Regions from separate parts of the Mus musculus genome. Here all the other regions are linked to region 5. A link is a contact called in public HiCAR-type, HiChIP or PLAC-seq and promoter capture Hi-C data. All regions are on one chromosome and are shown on one strand. Each heading gives the region's core, a stretch centred on a gene start, on an enhancer-like site or on the middle of the called end of the contact. The rest is flanking DNA. Distances are from core to core; before and after follow the strand shown.

Region 1 (2,700 bases), core at 75-2,574, 2.0 Mb before region 5:
ACTCCTAACCGGTAAGGGATTTTTTCTGAGGTTATGAAATTGTTCTAAAATTGACTGTGGTGATGTTTGCAAAAAAACAATGAGGAACTCTTCACAGTATACACTTTAAGTGCATGCATAAAACCGCTCTTTAAAAACACCACCGAGTACAGATGATTGCGAAAAGCGAATTAACATTCAAAACAAATAACCATGAACTGATTGTATTCAAGCCCGTGCTTGAGACTGAATTAAGAATCTCAGCTAGCAGTAGCTGGCATGACTGAAAGCTGACTCCTTTCAACACCTTACCTAAATGAAAGTGGTGCCGTATTTGCAACTGTCGGGCCACGAAAACCCAAGTTCGGCCAAGATACCTGAGTAAACACGTAACTTTCCTGTTCATGGCAGAAGCGTACTTGCCACGATCGGCTAACAGCAACTGCACGAAATCACACGGCGAGGAGACTAGAGGGGTGTGGGGAGCCCGAGGAAGGTCCACGAAACCCAACTTCCACGGGCTTTGTGAGCAGGCCTGAAGGCAAAGTCCTGGGCGCAGCCCCCACCAGCCCAGCCGCGCGGCCAAGAGGAAGTGCCGAGCCCGCTCGGCCCTGCACGGACTCTGCGTGGGGTCCCGGGCCTGCGCCGCGGGAAGCCGACCAGCCGGGTGCCCGGCTCCCCGCGCCGGACGCCGCGCACGCACGCCCCGTCGGCGCTTTGTCCCCGCCCGGCGCCGCCGGCCCTCTGGAGTCCCCGCCGAGACTCCCGGGCCGCGCTGCCAGCCCGGGCGCCGCGCGCAGTGGCCAACCCGGAGGAGGCGGGTGGCCGGAGAGCCGTGGCCCGCGGGAGCTCGGCCGGGCAACCCCGGGGCCGTGGACTCTCGCTCGGCCGCCCGAGGAGCCGCCGCCCGCCGCGCACGCAGGCCGCGGGGAGAAACCGAAGCCCGCGGCGTCCCCAACACCCTCCGCTCACCCAGAAATTCTCCACGAAATGCGCCATGACCATCTTGCCGCCGCCGCCGCCGCCGCCGCCGCCGCGCCGGGTTCCGCGTCCGCACCCGCCCGCCGCTGTGTAAACACGGACCGGCCCCTACGGCGCCCCCGCCTCTCGCCGCCGCCGCCTTCTTCCCAGAGACCGCCCGCGCCCTCTAGGGCGCATGCGCCACCTAGCGGCAGGCGCGGCCGCCGCCACCACGGGGCGAGAGCCTGACTGTCGCTCCCGAGTGCGCGTGCGCGCAGCCTGTCCGGGTCCGAGCGTTCGCAAGGAATGGTACAGAGCTTAGTCTGCGCGAGCCTCCGGGGCTGGCGGGAGTCGAGCTACCCGCAGGCCCGGGGGGCGGAGCTAATAGGGCCACGCCCCCTCGCGTCCAGCGTCCTGGCCTTCTAGGATCTCCAGCAGTCCCAGGTCCTGGCAGACTGGGACTAAGGAAACTTGGCAGCCGGCCACCCCAAGGAGACTGGGAAACCTTTGGTCAACAGGGAGCCTCTCCTTGACTGGGAAGTAAGATCCAAAACAAAACTGTCCAAGGCCGGAAAGGGAGGGAACGCCCAGTGTCGCCTGCAAGACTCAGGCAGTGCAGTCGGTCACAAGGGAGCCAGCCGGCCTGGACCGCCTGCCGAGAGCAGGCGTGACCCGAAACGCGACTCTTCCAGGCCTGTTCACAAAGCCCATGGTGGTAATCTTACCAGTTTGTACACCCAGGAGGAAAGGACACAAGTTTTAACATGCTTCGGCCTGATGGGGAAAAGAAATCCCTCGCCATGCCTTTCTTTCCAAAAGTTTAAAAAACTTTAGAGGTCCCAAGTTCATTAAGCTAAGTCAAAGATCTGCAAGTTGGAAGTCAAGCTCCAGAGATGATTTAGTGTAGTTTTAACTACAGTATGAACACCGCACGTCCTAAGATCGTTTTCAAACATGGACAATGTAGCACTTTCTTCAAAGGAAATTATTTGCCTCCCCAAACGATGTATGTAAACACTTTTCATGTATCTTTTATATAGTCGATAGCAAAAGATAACCAGACAAAGGTTGTGCCTTTATAAGAATATCTTTCAGAAATATTCACGTAAAGCTAAGACATCTAGCATCTGCTCAGGAGTATTTGGTGGAAGCAGGGCAGAAGACTAGGGTATAGGAGGAACAAGATTGGCCATACAAGTAGTTGAATGATGGAAAGATGCTATTTCCATATACTATTTTAAAAGGTCTATGTGTATGAGTGATTTGCCTGCATGTTAGGTATGAATTCCATGTGTGTGCCTAGTGCCCAATAAGACCAGAAGAGCGTGTGGGATCCTCTGAAACTGAAGATACAGAAAGTTGTGAATCACCATGTGGACTTTGGAATTGAATCAGGGTCCTCTCCAAGAGCATTAATACTCATAACCACTGAGCAATCTCTCCTTTGTTTGTTTGTTTTTGTTTTTCTTGTATATGTTAACTCTTCCATTTAAAATAAATATTTGCTTTTGTTTTGTAAACCATCAGCCCAGTTATGCTATCCTTGGTGCTTAAGATAGAAGAAAATTCTAACAAAAGGAGTAAGAAAGCTCACCCTGCAAAAGCGGCTGGTACTGGATTCCTAATATCACCAGGCTTAGTGCGAGAGAGGATCCCCGAGTTTCCTTTTTTTACTGAGACCCGCCAACATGGGCCGAGTTCACACCAAGACTGTGAAGAAGGCGGCCCAGGTCATCATCGAGAAGTACTACACACACCTGG
Region 2 (2,700 bases), core at 95-2,594, 2.9 Mb after region 5:
TTTTATTTCAACTTTTTTGAATGCATAACATTAAATAGTCACATCCGTAAGAAATCAATTTGTAGCCATTCTGCTACTTACAGAGAGTAGAGAGATATATTGTTCTGTGTGCATGACTATGAAATAAGCCAAAATCTTTTCCCAAAAAAATCGTGGACAACTTTTCCTTCAAATAATTTTAGCATAAAGAACAAAATACCGTGGCCCTTAGTATTTTCTTAAAGTTTATGAGTGTGAGAATGTTACGAACGGTAAAACCATTACAAGTTATCCGATTAGTGAATACTGCATAAGGGAAATTTACCACTTCAAGTACACTGCCTAAGAAGCGAGCGCTGGATTTTAAACACATGTACACAGTAGTGATAATTCTGCACCGATTTATACTTTTTGAAACGTCTGAGCCAGCGTGACCTTCTTGGAGAAGGAAAATTCAGGCTGTTGCCAAAAGGAGAGATTGACGTGATCTTTAAGATCGTGAATATGGGCTCGGTTAGAAAAACCAAAACGATGGTAAATGTCTAAGATCACCCCGGAGAACAAAAACAGCCCCGATTCCATGTTGTCATCCGCTCGCTCCCTCAGCAGCGCTAGCAGCCTGACATTAAGACCTAGAGGTCCGGGCGTTGGCGTTGCTGGCGTTCTCCACGATTCTCCCAGTGCAAAAAAAAAAAAAAAAAAAAGAAACGTTATAGGCATTTGCCATGAGGACTGTCGCCGGCCCACCTGCGGCCATCTTAAGTTCGGGGGAAACCAAAGGCCCGGGGCACCCAACTCGAAGGCCGGGCATCAACCACAGTCCCGGAGGCTCGAGAGAGGAAGGCACCCCTAAGTCCTCTGCAGGAACCCCGCGTGGAGCTCAATTAACAAAACCTCACCGCGGAGAGGCCCCGCGGCCGGCCGGGTGCCCTCATCAAACATGGCCGCCTAGGGAAGCGCGCCGTCACGTGACGCCCGCGCTCGCCCCGTGCCTCCCTCGGCGCCCGAGGTCTGGATGGCGGCGCGCCCCTCCCCCCGCCGGGCTCCAGCACTCACTCTGGGGGGTAGAGCCGTAGCTCCTCGATTTCTCCTAGGAAGGAAAAGAGCGTCCTCATCTGCTCGCTGGTCACCGCCGACGAGAGGTTCGTCACCTGAATCACCGTCGTAGGGAAGAGGCCGAAGCCTAAGCCCAAGCCGAAGCCGCCGCCGCTGTTCATCCCGGCCTCGCTGCTGCTGCCTTCCCGCTCCCCAACGTCCACGACGCGTCAGCGACGGAGCCTGGGAAGCAGAGGCGCGCGGCCGCGAGCGCGCTCCCGAGAGCTAATCCTCCGCGCCCGGGCACGTCTAGCCGCCCATCGCGCAACTCTCCTGCTCCGGGGGCTGCGCGCGCCGGCCGGAAGCGTCGCCCTGGCAACGCGGCGGCTCCCCGCGGGTCCTGGCGGCCGCAGCCCTGGGGTCAGGTCGCCGGGACTGTTGCTAGGCGTCACTAGGTCTTCAGAGAGGTTTACCTGCTGCTGCAGTGAGGGTTGCGGAGGTTGTGCCTACAAACTCCATCACTTCTCGATGCTTCTGTCAGTTAAGCAGCTCGGCTCTTTCTCCACATCAGGCGGAGGAACCCAGAGGCCTGGGCTGCAGTGGTAAAGGGACAATGACATCTGGACATTATACATTAATACCTGACCAAACAATAGCTTCATTATTAAATACAGGCTGCAACCCCGCTTAACCTATTTTCAAAATTGGCAGGCACCCTGATTATGAGAATTCTTGGAAATTTTCACACCAATTATGGAGGTTAGGGTAAATGAGTGAATGAAAGGCTTTGCTGTCAATTTATAACATGCAATTTATTTACTAGCGGGCCCTAATATCTATACTTTTAGACAAAGGCAGGTAAAAGACACAAACTGTCTACATGCAACTTGCACCTTAATACTGCGCAATCATTTTCAACCAGAGCAGCTATATCCAAAGTTCATGGTTCAAGTCCATTCCTGTGGGCCCACAATATAAAAACTTATTGGGGTCCTGGAGTTGCTCTACAAAGCACACAAACATCAAACTCAGTTAAACAGGGATGGTTTATATAACTCACACCACAAGCCTGATGGACCAGGGCAACAGCTCAAAAAGCTGAGCGCTGGATATTTCTTAATGGCCATCTTCTAAAGGTTAAAACCGCTCAAACCACAGTGGGCTCCAATGCAGGTGCTGGAAGGGCTGCCTGGTAGTCAGCCCTCACTCAAGCCATTTTAGACGTGACAGTTTATATTGACCTTTAATTTGATGGGTCCTACATGAAGCCTACAGTTGTGGAATTTCTTAAGATTAACAAACCTCATAACACACAGAACAGAACAGGGTATGTGATCAGCATGACTCTGTTCTGAGTCAAGTTATTTTTCTGTGTCAATGACTGGCAGGCACACTACAGCAACATATGAAGTAGCTAGCAGACATGGAACGAAATGGCTACAGCTATGCTGGGGGAGGGAGACCCCAACACATGTACTAATTATTAAGACTTTGTTGCCACAGGGCGGTGGTGGTGCAAGCCTTTGATCCCAGCACTTGGGAGGCAGAGGCAGGTGGATTTCTGAGTTCGAGGCCAGCCTGGTCTACAGAGTGAGTTTCAGGACAGCCAGGGCTACACAGAGAAACCCTGTCTCAAAAAAACAAAAGAAGAAAAACAAAAACAAAAAGACTTTGTTGCTCTTTTCA
Region 3 (2,700 bases), core at 178-2,677, 2.1 Mb after region 5:
AAGCTTAAGGTCAACATTTTAAAAATTTACCGCTGAGTCCTTGACGGAACTCCCTAATTTCCAGGCAGATAGAGGGAAAAGAAAACAGAAAGTATGGGAACTTCAAAAAATTAACAGCCCGTGTGAACTTTTATTTAGAGATTTCTCTCGTTACAAAGTGTACCCATGTGTCATGAAAAACACGTTCGTGACTATTAATACATAGCCAGCTCTACTCATAGAGAGTGATGGCTTCCAATAGACAAAGTTATGGACACCACCCATCCACTTTCATCCCCGTGGCCCCAGGCCCTTTTTAAAAACATCTTGGCTCTCCTCCTTAACTTTCAAAGCGATTATTCAGTTACCATGATGTCACACTCAAATGACTAGATGACATCTAGTGAAGATAAGACAGGTTAAAATAAAATACCTCTGTGTGTGCTCACACTAGAGTTGGGCGTGCTCCGGACCCTGCTGGGGAGGGTCCAATCGGAATCTCTCCAAGGGAAGAGCTACTTTTATTCTAACCAATACACAGAAGACTCCCCACAGAGTTGTATAGCTCCAGCCCAGTTCCAAGCCTTCTTCCTCTACAGACCCATAGGGACTAAGGATTTTTTGATACCAATATCTACCAGCTTTTTAGTCTCTATTGCAAAGCTTATGACTCCCCTGCTTTAAAAGATACTATTTAAACTCCTGATACCAGATATATTTGTAAAGAAAACCAGGCAAAGCCATAAAAGACTAACACATTCTTTCTCATATCCTACCTCCCTGTCCCAGTATCCTGGACCTTAAAGCAGCCAGCCAGAGAAGCACAAACGCACTGCCTAGTTACAGGGTGAAGAGCTGTGACTCCTTCTCCAAAGCATAAGCTTCCATGTCCTCATCGATTATTTCCAATGCATTTTTTTTTTTTTGGAAACCCACTTTTTTCACTTTATACATTCCTCACTGCTCTGCCTCCTCCTCCATCACCATACACCTGAACATTACAGGGCAGCAGTGACAACTTGGGAGCTCCCATTCTGAGCCAGGCTGGCCTTGAACTCTGAGAATCCACCTGCCTTTGTTCTCCTGATTGCTGCGATCTGGTCAGCCTTAAGGGGGAACTGCAGAGACTGTCAGAACTCCCTATGCTAGGCGGAAACCCAGGCTCTCAGCAGACAGCAGCAAGAGCCGTATATACCAAAGTCTTGGAGTAGAGCCCTCTCTTCCCTGGATGAATTATTCGGGGAAAAGGCTGGGCACGGTGTGGCAGGGCCGGGGAGGAGGGGTGAGCTCTACAAGGCAGCTTCAGGGCACATTAGCCAAGCTGGAGCTGACTGGATGAGAGGATGACAGGGCGAGTCCTGCAGCAATAGGCAAGGCACAGTGGAGAACGTGAAGACAGGAGAGGGATGAAAGGAAGCAGTTATGAAACAGGCCTGGGCAAGGCCAGGAGTGGGAGGAAATGGCTCAGGGACTCAGGGAGGGGCCTAGCCCGCAGGTCAGGCGTGGAGAGGCGAGGAGGAGCCACAAGTGGGGCCTGGTTTCGGCCACCTGTGGAACCAGCTGCTGAGAAACGGCCTGGTGCCAGGGCTCAGGAGGGAGCCAACAGTGAGGGGAATTAGGCCCAAGAAGATCCGGGGCTTTATGTGGGTTCATATGTCTGTTTGCGGACAGGGTCTCACAGTATAGCCCCGGCTAGCCTAAAACTTGTCCCATAGACCAAATAGCCTGAACATGCAGCAATCCTCCTGCCTCTTCCACCAGAGTGCTGCTGATATTACAGGTGTAGGCTACCGCACCCAGCTGAGTCAAGGCTTTAAAGTGAAACTCCAGCAGCAAGCTCAGAGGGAAGAGAAGGAGAGGGGAGGGGAGGAGAGGGGAGGGGAGAGGAGGGGAGGCGAGGTTCACAGGCTGTGGGAGGAACTTGAACTTCCAGGGAGGATGTGAAAAGGAAACTTCTGCCCTTGCCAACTCTGGTGATGGAGCAGCCCATGGGGTGAGCAGACGGTGAGTAAGGGGATGTGATTCAGGAACGAGGCTCCTGGGCTGCCTGAACATATAAGGCTTGGTGCCACGATGCATGACCTCTGGGTTTATCTGCCCACAAAAGGTGGTCACCACCCAATCTGCATTTCCTTGCTTCACACCAACCGTGCTGGTCAAATGACAACTCAGAGTACCACTGGACAACTGTTGATGCTGGGGGCACTGATGGTCTCCCCACTGTGTGAGCCAGAGACAACACTCACGCACGCATGCACACAGGCCACCCTTCACTCTTGGGGGACTTATCCCCTTGAAAGTCATCTCTGCCCATTCCTTCAATGACGCTGTTTTTCTTCCAGACTAAGATAATCTACACCTCCCATGGTATAAATGATGGTTTCCAGGTCAATGCCCTATACCTAAATTCAACTTCCTGTCTGGGGACTTTCTTTTTGTCCTTCCTGCCTCAAGAGACTTTGATGTTGCCAGACAGTTGCCCCCCCCCCAAATGTTTCTCACAGTCTTCAGCCTCCCTTTAAATATTACCTTTTCAAAGGGACTTCCCTAGCCTCTTTATTTAAAGCAGTCCCCACTCCACACCCACAAGGTTACTCTCTCTCTCTCTCCCTCTCTCCCTCTCTCCCTCTCTCTCTCTCTCTCTCTCTCTCTCTCTCTCTCTCTCTCTCTCTCTCTCTCTCCCTTCCACACTCTTGCAGCTGTCGGAACACTGACCCCAAT
Region 4 (2,860 bases), core at 100-2,599, 2.6 Mb before region 5:
AGAAGAATCTAAGTTCTTAACACGAGAAGCATTCAACTGAAGACAGTCGGGAGTATCAGATGGACGATTATATCGACGATACTCTCTGTCCACTCTGAAAAGCCTGCACAGCCGACATCAGCAGCACCAAAGCAATCAGTTTAACTTATTCTAATTGCTATTTTGATGAAGCAGAGCAAACCAAGGTTCATTCACTTCACACTCACTTTTGCTTTAACATACCAGGAATGCCCTTTCACTACGTACTTCCTATTTAAGGTCAGCACAGGAAGTCATTCTGTCCCTCAGAAATCCCTCTCTGCCTTCCAACAGGTGTTCTCAAACACTATCAAGGGCCAGATGGTAAATATTTTAGGTCTGGCCAACCAACCGACAAAGCAGAAGATATTCTATAGTTAATGACATGGCAAGAAATTTTTTCACTAGTACTCACAAACGCATTTGTTGTTGTTGAAAGGAAATACAATTCTTTGAGGTCAAGGCCTATTTCATTTAGTTTCAAGCCAAATCACTGTACATAAGACAGTATGTTTATCTGCAAAAACCATTATTGGCTCACTAGATAAAAACAGGCACCGGAATAGATCTGTCCCAGGAATAGTACCTCCTAAGTCTATTTTTCAAGAAATGAAAGGTTTTCGAGGAAAGAAGTGAGAAGTAGCGCTGGCTTGCTAAGTTACACAAATGAAGAACAGCATTGGCGGGGACGTGCAAGGGAAGACAGAACAAGCAATGAGATGCTATGAAAACGAATGTTAGGAAAATCACTGGACCAAGTCAGGACCTAAGAAACTGGGATTCACGGAATAACAGGCATTACGACACAAGGTGTGATCAAATAAACCCTGAAGGGTACTGAGAACATGTAAGAGGGAGATGTTTAATTCTACCTGGACATAATGTCATTTCAGCGGGGTCTCTAAGCATAATGTGGCACGATGGGCACAAAAGAAGCAGAGCGGAGGTGCAGAGAGGGACGAATACCCAGCCATCCTCAAATCACTAAAACAGAATTCTGTCCTTGGCCTTGGAGAAGAGATTGCTCCAGGGACTGACAGAGGTGGCTAGGAGAGCGACTACAGAGGAGCAAAGCCTGGGTCAAAATTAAATCGCGGAGGCAGATAAGTTCAGTGATCTCCGGGGGAAGCCCCAGAACAGACGTCCAGGATGTCAGAGATCACAGTGAGGACTGAGCAGAGCCTGGGCCGCCACCGGGAGCCGCCATCGCCTACCTCCGCGGGGCCCCGAGGGTCCACCGAGGCACCGATCCCCAGGACGACTCCCCAGACTTCGCCAGCTCCCTACAGCATACCGCTCTGCAGCACTCGCTCAAAATCACGCGGACAGTCCAGGAGCCGGAAACGCGGAGGCGCAGAGGCGCGTCGCGGGAAGATGACGTGCAGCGCAGGCGCAGAAGGTTTACGACCCAAAGAACTACAAGAAAGCGCCCTGGTGGGCGGGGCCCTGGGCGGGGCCCCGGGCCGCTCTCCAATGACCCGGAACTGAGGCGATCCATGGTTCTCCGAGAGGATGGGCTACGGGGCGCTAGGGAAACAAGAAGCGATCCCTGGGAGTCGTCTCGCCTTCACCGAACGCTCTGGGCTTTTTCCAGAGGAGATAAAAGATAGGAAGTGACGTCTGGGCCCGAAGCAGGCCCGGGGCTCGGGACCGATCTGGCTAGGCCAGGCCAGAGCCGCTCTCCCGCTGAGCTCAGGGCGCGTGTACCACCCGCCTGACCGGCCCCTGTCCCCGGATCCGCTCGCCGCGTCGGAGCGGGAGCGGGTGTCACCCCGCGGCCGTAGAGCGGGAACGCCCGCCCGGACACCTGTCGCCCGTGAGACGCCTTTCGTTTTTTATAGCACCTTTGCCCCCACTGTAGGACAATTTCAAGAATTAGGAAGAACCCGAAGCCTCTGTGATTAGCTTCCATTGGGGACTGTGCCCCCTGCTTGCATTATACTCTCCCTTCCCAGGCGTCTGGCTGGCGAGCCTACCCACCCTTTCTTTCTTAACTCTTTCTCACCATCTCTGTCATTTCGTTTTTTCCCTCCCTTGTGCTTCAAGTCTTGGCGAATCAACAGTCTTTGCTTATCTCTGTAATCCAGTCTAGATAACCGTTCCCTTTTCCTTTCCTGTTCTCTGGTCAAAGACTGGTAATTCCGTCTATTGAAACCTATTGTTCTATAGGGGTCCGCAAAGAGGTGACTATTTTAACCCCATTTTAGGAAGGATTGAGTCTCGGGAAACTCGTGATTTGCATGTCTAGCACATCGAATTAGTTGGTGTTGAAAATAAATTATCAGACCCAATTAGAAAATATGGGAAAGAAACTGTAAAAAAAAAAATTGTCCAAATTAAGATCAGAAAATATGAGGCACTAGGTAGGTTTTGTGTGCGGTGGCTCCTAAGAGTGATCTTAAACCAGGTGAGGGAGGTGGTACACACCTTTAATCCCAGCACTCCGGAGTCAGAGTCGAGGCTACAAAATAAGTAAGACCTCGTGTCAAAAGAAAAAAGATCTCCATCTGGCAGTTTTTTCCCCCTTTAATGGGAGCTTGAAAGGAAGTTTTCAAGAGAATAGCACTGGACATCCCCTGGGAGAACTGGGGAGGAGAGGGGGTGGAGTTGCGGCTCAACCCACACGTGCCTAGAAGAAATTGTTCTTTCCTTAGAAACAGTTCCCATTGAGTGCTATAAACTAACTTTCTGTTCCTGTGGCCTTCTGACAAAATGTAGCAACTTTGTTATGTGATACTTTGTGTGACTGTAGTGTCTTCATGTCTCTCCTGGAAGTTTTGTATTCTTGTATTGCTGCTTACTTACTGACCTCAGTGATGGAGTTGATAGAGCAACATATGTT
Region 5 (2,915 bases), core at 189-2,688:
AAGGGCAACTCTGCCAAGCAAATAATACAGGTAAGTTGGCAAAGGATGTTTACCACGTTTAAACTATTTATACTCTCACTCTCCCCCCCCCCCCATCCTTGAACTGTTTGAGAGTAAATGAAGTATATCACATTTTACCCTTGTATTTCCTAAAAATATGGCAACTCTGCTATGAAATCTGGAGTTATCAACAGGAAATTTAACAAAGATCTGATACTTTAATCTGTCTCCATAGTCCAATTTTGTGACCTGACCTAGTCTTGTCCCTTCTATTACTTCCCTTTATTACCAAACCATAGCACTAGCCCCTTCTGCATCTAGCTGTTTTATGGTCACTGGTTGACACGTGACATGCTATAAATGAATTGCTGAAAATAGACAGAAAACCAAATGCATTCTGCAAATCCCGCAGTTGGTTTAAATTCTACTCGGCATATGGGTTCCACCCCCACCCCCCCAGACAAAAGTTAGCTGGTATCGCTGTAACCACGGTCTAAGAACCTTTTCAAAAACAATCACGAAATCTCATCGTACATACTGCTAACCAGTTTGAACGAAATTGTTGGGCTTTATTTAACACCACCTCAGAACTTAGGACAGGACCTAAGGGCACAACTGGCTAGAGGCTTTAGGAAAAGGAAAATAATTTAGGCTGGAGGAAAAGTAAAGAATTTCCACGCTACGAATCCCCGTACGGCATGAGTTTTGGGGGAGAGGGGGAACGTACATTTCGTACTATTAGAATAAGCCCCCACCTCTCCCCACAAAACCACGGCAACGAAAACTCGATGACAGGGTTGCATTTTTGCTGTGCTGTATACCCAAGTTCATCGGCTTGTACTTTGGTTTCTTCGCCTGAGACGGTGACACCTTGCGCATATCCTCTGGGCGAGCCGTGGGACAGGCTACGGAGCCCTGCGTTACTTAAGTGGCAGGGAGGGACATTCAGATCCTCTCTCTCTAGGGACTGGAACCTGGCAGGCAGTGCGTCCCGAGCCCAGACTCCCGCCCGCTCGCCGATCTCAAGCCACGGACCGCAGAGGTAGCCCGCGGGGTCCGAGCAAGGCGGGAAGCTTGTCCGCACCGCCGGCGGCCGTGGAATCCCACCTTACCGGGCGCTGGGCACGTCCACCGGCCCGAGGCCACCGCCGGGCCCGGGCCGCGCGTCCCCGCCGTACTTCTCCTCCATGCAGGCTCAGGAGCCGCTGCCCGCGCCGCGGGCTCTCCTCATGGCTCGCCGCCGCTGCGGAAGCGCGGGCGCAGGCGCGTCACTCCCCCATGTCAGCAGCGTCCTCGCAAGCTCGGCAGTCTCCGCCGCTAGCCCGGGCTCGGCAAGCAGGCACACGCACGCTGGGCGGGACTAGGCCGCGGGCTGTTCCGGCAGCGCCGTTCCCCGGAGGCCGTACGGGCAGGAACGTTACCGGGCCACGTCATCCGCCCCGGCAGCCCTCACTCCCGGGGGAGTGACCAATCCTGCGCCTGCGCGCTGGTGGACACGTGGCTTCGCTTCACTCAGGCTCCTCCCACCGCTGGGAAGGCTCCGCTCGACCCGCCCCCTCCTCGCGTCTTCAAGAGAAGCCCCTAAGAGGTCCCTGCAGCGCCACCTAAGGTCCATCTTGGCTACAGCGTGTTCTCCTCGCTCGAGGGATGGATGGATGGTCCCCTAGAAAATGCATATTTGTGTTAACAAACAGAGCTTAGCCCTTTGCTTCAGGGTTCTTCTTTCTTAAACGGCTTCACTTTGTAGCCCAGATAGACCTAGAACTCAGCATGTAGCCCAGGCTAGCCTCATAAACCTGGATGATGAATTTCAGGCGTGAGCCACATATAGGCGTTGCTAACTCAAGTGCATTAACGGTTTTTTTTTGTTTTTTTTTTTTTTTTTTTTCTAATGAGAAAGCTAAAAGTTTTTTGAAGTGCCTGTGACTCCCACAAAGAGATTATTATTTTTGGATTTCTGATGATACGATAACGCAGAGTGGGAGGCTAAAACAATGGAGAAAGGCAACTGCTTGTGGATTTAATTGTTGGGCAGGAGTACAGGCTAACCTGCTCAAGTGTGTGAGAGGGAACACAGAAGGAAGGGGCTACAGGTGTGCTATTGTAAACAATTTTATTCCCTTTCTAAAAATATTGATTTTCTTCAATCCTGTCTTTGAAATGATATTACTTAGTGTAGACATATCTATATAAAAGCTATTTTTTTACAGGTACCTGGGTCTCTATTGGTCTGAGTCTCAATAATTGTGGACATCTTGGTCAGCATGGTGGCGCATGCTTCTAATCCCAATTATAGCCAGAGGCAGTTTGAAGCCAGCCTGGTCTACATACTGAATTCTAAGCTAGCCAGGACTACAAGGTGAGATCCTGTCTCAAAAGGAACAAGAAAAGAAATAAACAATTGTAGTCACTTGACCTATCTGTTGTTTAGTTTTCCTCCCGTTCGTCGTTTGTTGTTGTTATATAGAGGCAAGGTCTTATGTAGCCTAGGCTGGCTTCCAACTTGATATATAGCTAAGGACGGACTGGAACTCTGGTCTCCCTGCTTCTGTCTTCCAAGTGCTGGCATTATAGGCACACACCCCCTTTCCGGAAAGTAGGAATAGTAATATCTATATTATAAAGCTGTTCAGAGGGAATGTGAGTGGCATTTAGTATTACTCAGTAAGTGTTAGCTATTATTACTGAGGGAGGTTTGGACTGGTGATTTGAAGGAGAAAGTGGGGTTTCCAGAAGGACAAATCATAATTAGTTGATACTATTCTACTGAATTTGAACACACACAAAGAGTCCAAGTGACATGTATGTGAGCAAGCTAGCAAAGGCTTTACCTTTAATCTGTGGTAGAGAGTAGTTAGCAAGCTGAGAGCAAGACTCAGCTGACAGTGTAACATGTTAAAGTCTGGAGGTTTTCC

Evidence for each region. Promoter capture Hi-C pulls out the DNA fragments that hold promoters and counts their contacts. HiCAR-type assays count read pairs that join an accessible place to other places. HiChIP or PLAC-seq counts read pairs in DNA pulled down with a chosen protein or histone mark.
Region 1: a contact with region 5 is called in a promoter capture Hi-C map of liver, with 5 times the contacts expected there. The contact joins the promoter of Fcho2 here to the promoter of Slc30a5 in region 5.
Region 2: a contact with region 5 is called in a HiCAR-type map of astrocytes, with 11 times the contacts expected there. The contact joins the promoter of Srek1 here to the promoter of Slc30a5 in region 5. A contact is called at or near these places in 4 of 39 promoter capture datasets (hippocampal neurons, liver and pre-B cells), 1 of 484 Hi-C or Micro-C datasets (embryonic stem cells), 2 of 115 datasets of contacts at active chromatin or transcription factors (astrocytes and embryonic stem cells) and 1 of 9 other capture datasets (adipose tissue).
Region 3: a contact with region 5 is called in an H3K27ac HiChIP or PLAC-seq map of embryonic stem cells, with 8 times the contacts expected there. The contact joins the enhancer-like site here to the promoter of Slc30a5 in region 5. A contact is called at or near these places in 2 of 484 Hi-C or Micro-C datasets (B cells and embryonic stem cells) and 8 of 115 datasets of contacts at active chromatin or transcription factors (astrocytes, embryonic stem cells, large pre-B cells and 4 more).
Region 4: a HiCAR-type map of astrocytes shows a contact between it and region 5, with 2.4 times the contacts expected there. The contact joins the promoter of Utp15 here to the promoter of Slc30a5 in region 5. A contact is called at or near these places in 2 of 39 promoter capture datasets (liver and pre-B cells) and 1 of 115 datasets of contacts at active chromatin or transcription factors (astrocytes).

The regions. Positions count from the first base shown.
Region 1 is chr13:98,814,125-98,816,824 of GRCm38.p6, forward strand. It overlaps Fcho2 (FCH domain only 2), which reads right to left and starts at 1,325. Exons shown (of 26, transcript NM_172591.3): 1 at 952-1,325. The coding sequence starts at 984. Gm34995 (a long non-coding RNA gene) reads left to right here and starts at 1,857. Exons shown (of 3, transcript XR_382806.4): 1 at 1,857-1,945. It also overlaps the pseudogene Gm18134.
Region 2 is chr13:103,773,264-103,775,963 of GRCm38.p6, forward strand. Srek1 (splicing regulatory glutamine/lysine-rich protein 1) reads right to left here and starts at 1,345. Exons shown (of 12, transcript NM_001361085.1): 1 at 1,036-1,345. The coding sequence starts at 1,196. Gm52054 (a long non-coding RNA gene) reads left to right here and starts at 1,354. Exons shown (of 4, transcript XR_003950659.1): 1 at 1,354-1,773.
Region 3 is chr13:102,897,519-102,900,218 of GRCm38.p6, forward strand. The region is part of intron 4 of Mast4 (microtubule associated serine/threonine kinase family member 4); the gene reads right to left. Among named protein-coding and RNA genes, the nearest start is that of Gm30106, 8.9 kb to the right of the region's middle. Within about 2 kb of position 1,428, at least 172 of the 459 cell types and tissues checked have an H3K27ac peak or open chromatin away from gene starts, as enhancers often do. A contact at or near this core is called in B cells, astrocytes and embryonic stem cells, where this site is marked.
Region 4 is chr13:98,261,643-98,264,502 of GRCm38.p6, forward strand. It overlaps Utp15 (UTP15 small subunit processome component), which reads right to left and starts at 1,350. Exons shown (of 13, transcript NM_178918.3): 1 at 1,233-1,350. It overlaps Ankra2 (ankyrin repeat, family A (RFXANK-like), 2), which reads left to right and starts at 1,434. Exons shown (of 8, transcript NM_001271388.1): 1 at 1,434-1,834.
Region 5 is chr13:100,831,989-100,834,903 of GRCm38.p6, forward strand. It overlaps Slc30a5 (solute carrier family 30 (zinc transporter), member 5), which reads right to left and starts at 1,439. Exons shown (of 16, transcript NM_022885.2): 1 at 1,113-1,439. The coding sequence starts at 1,189.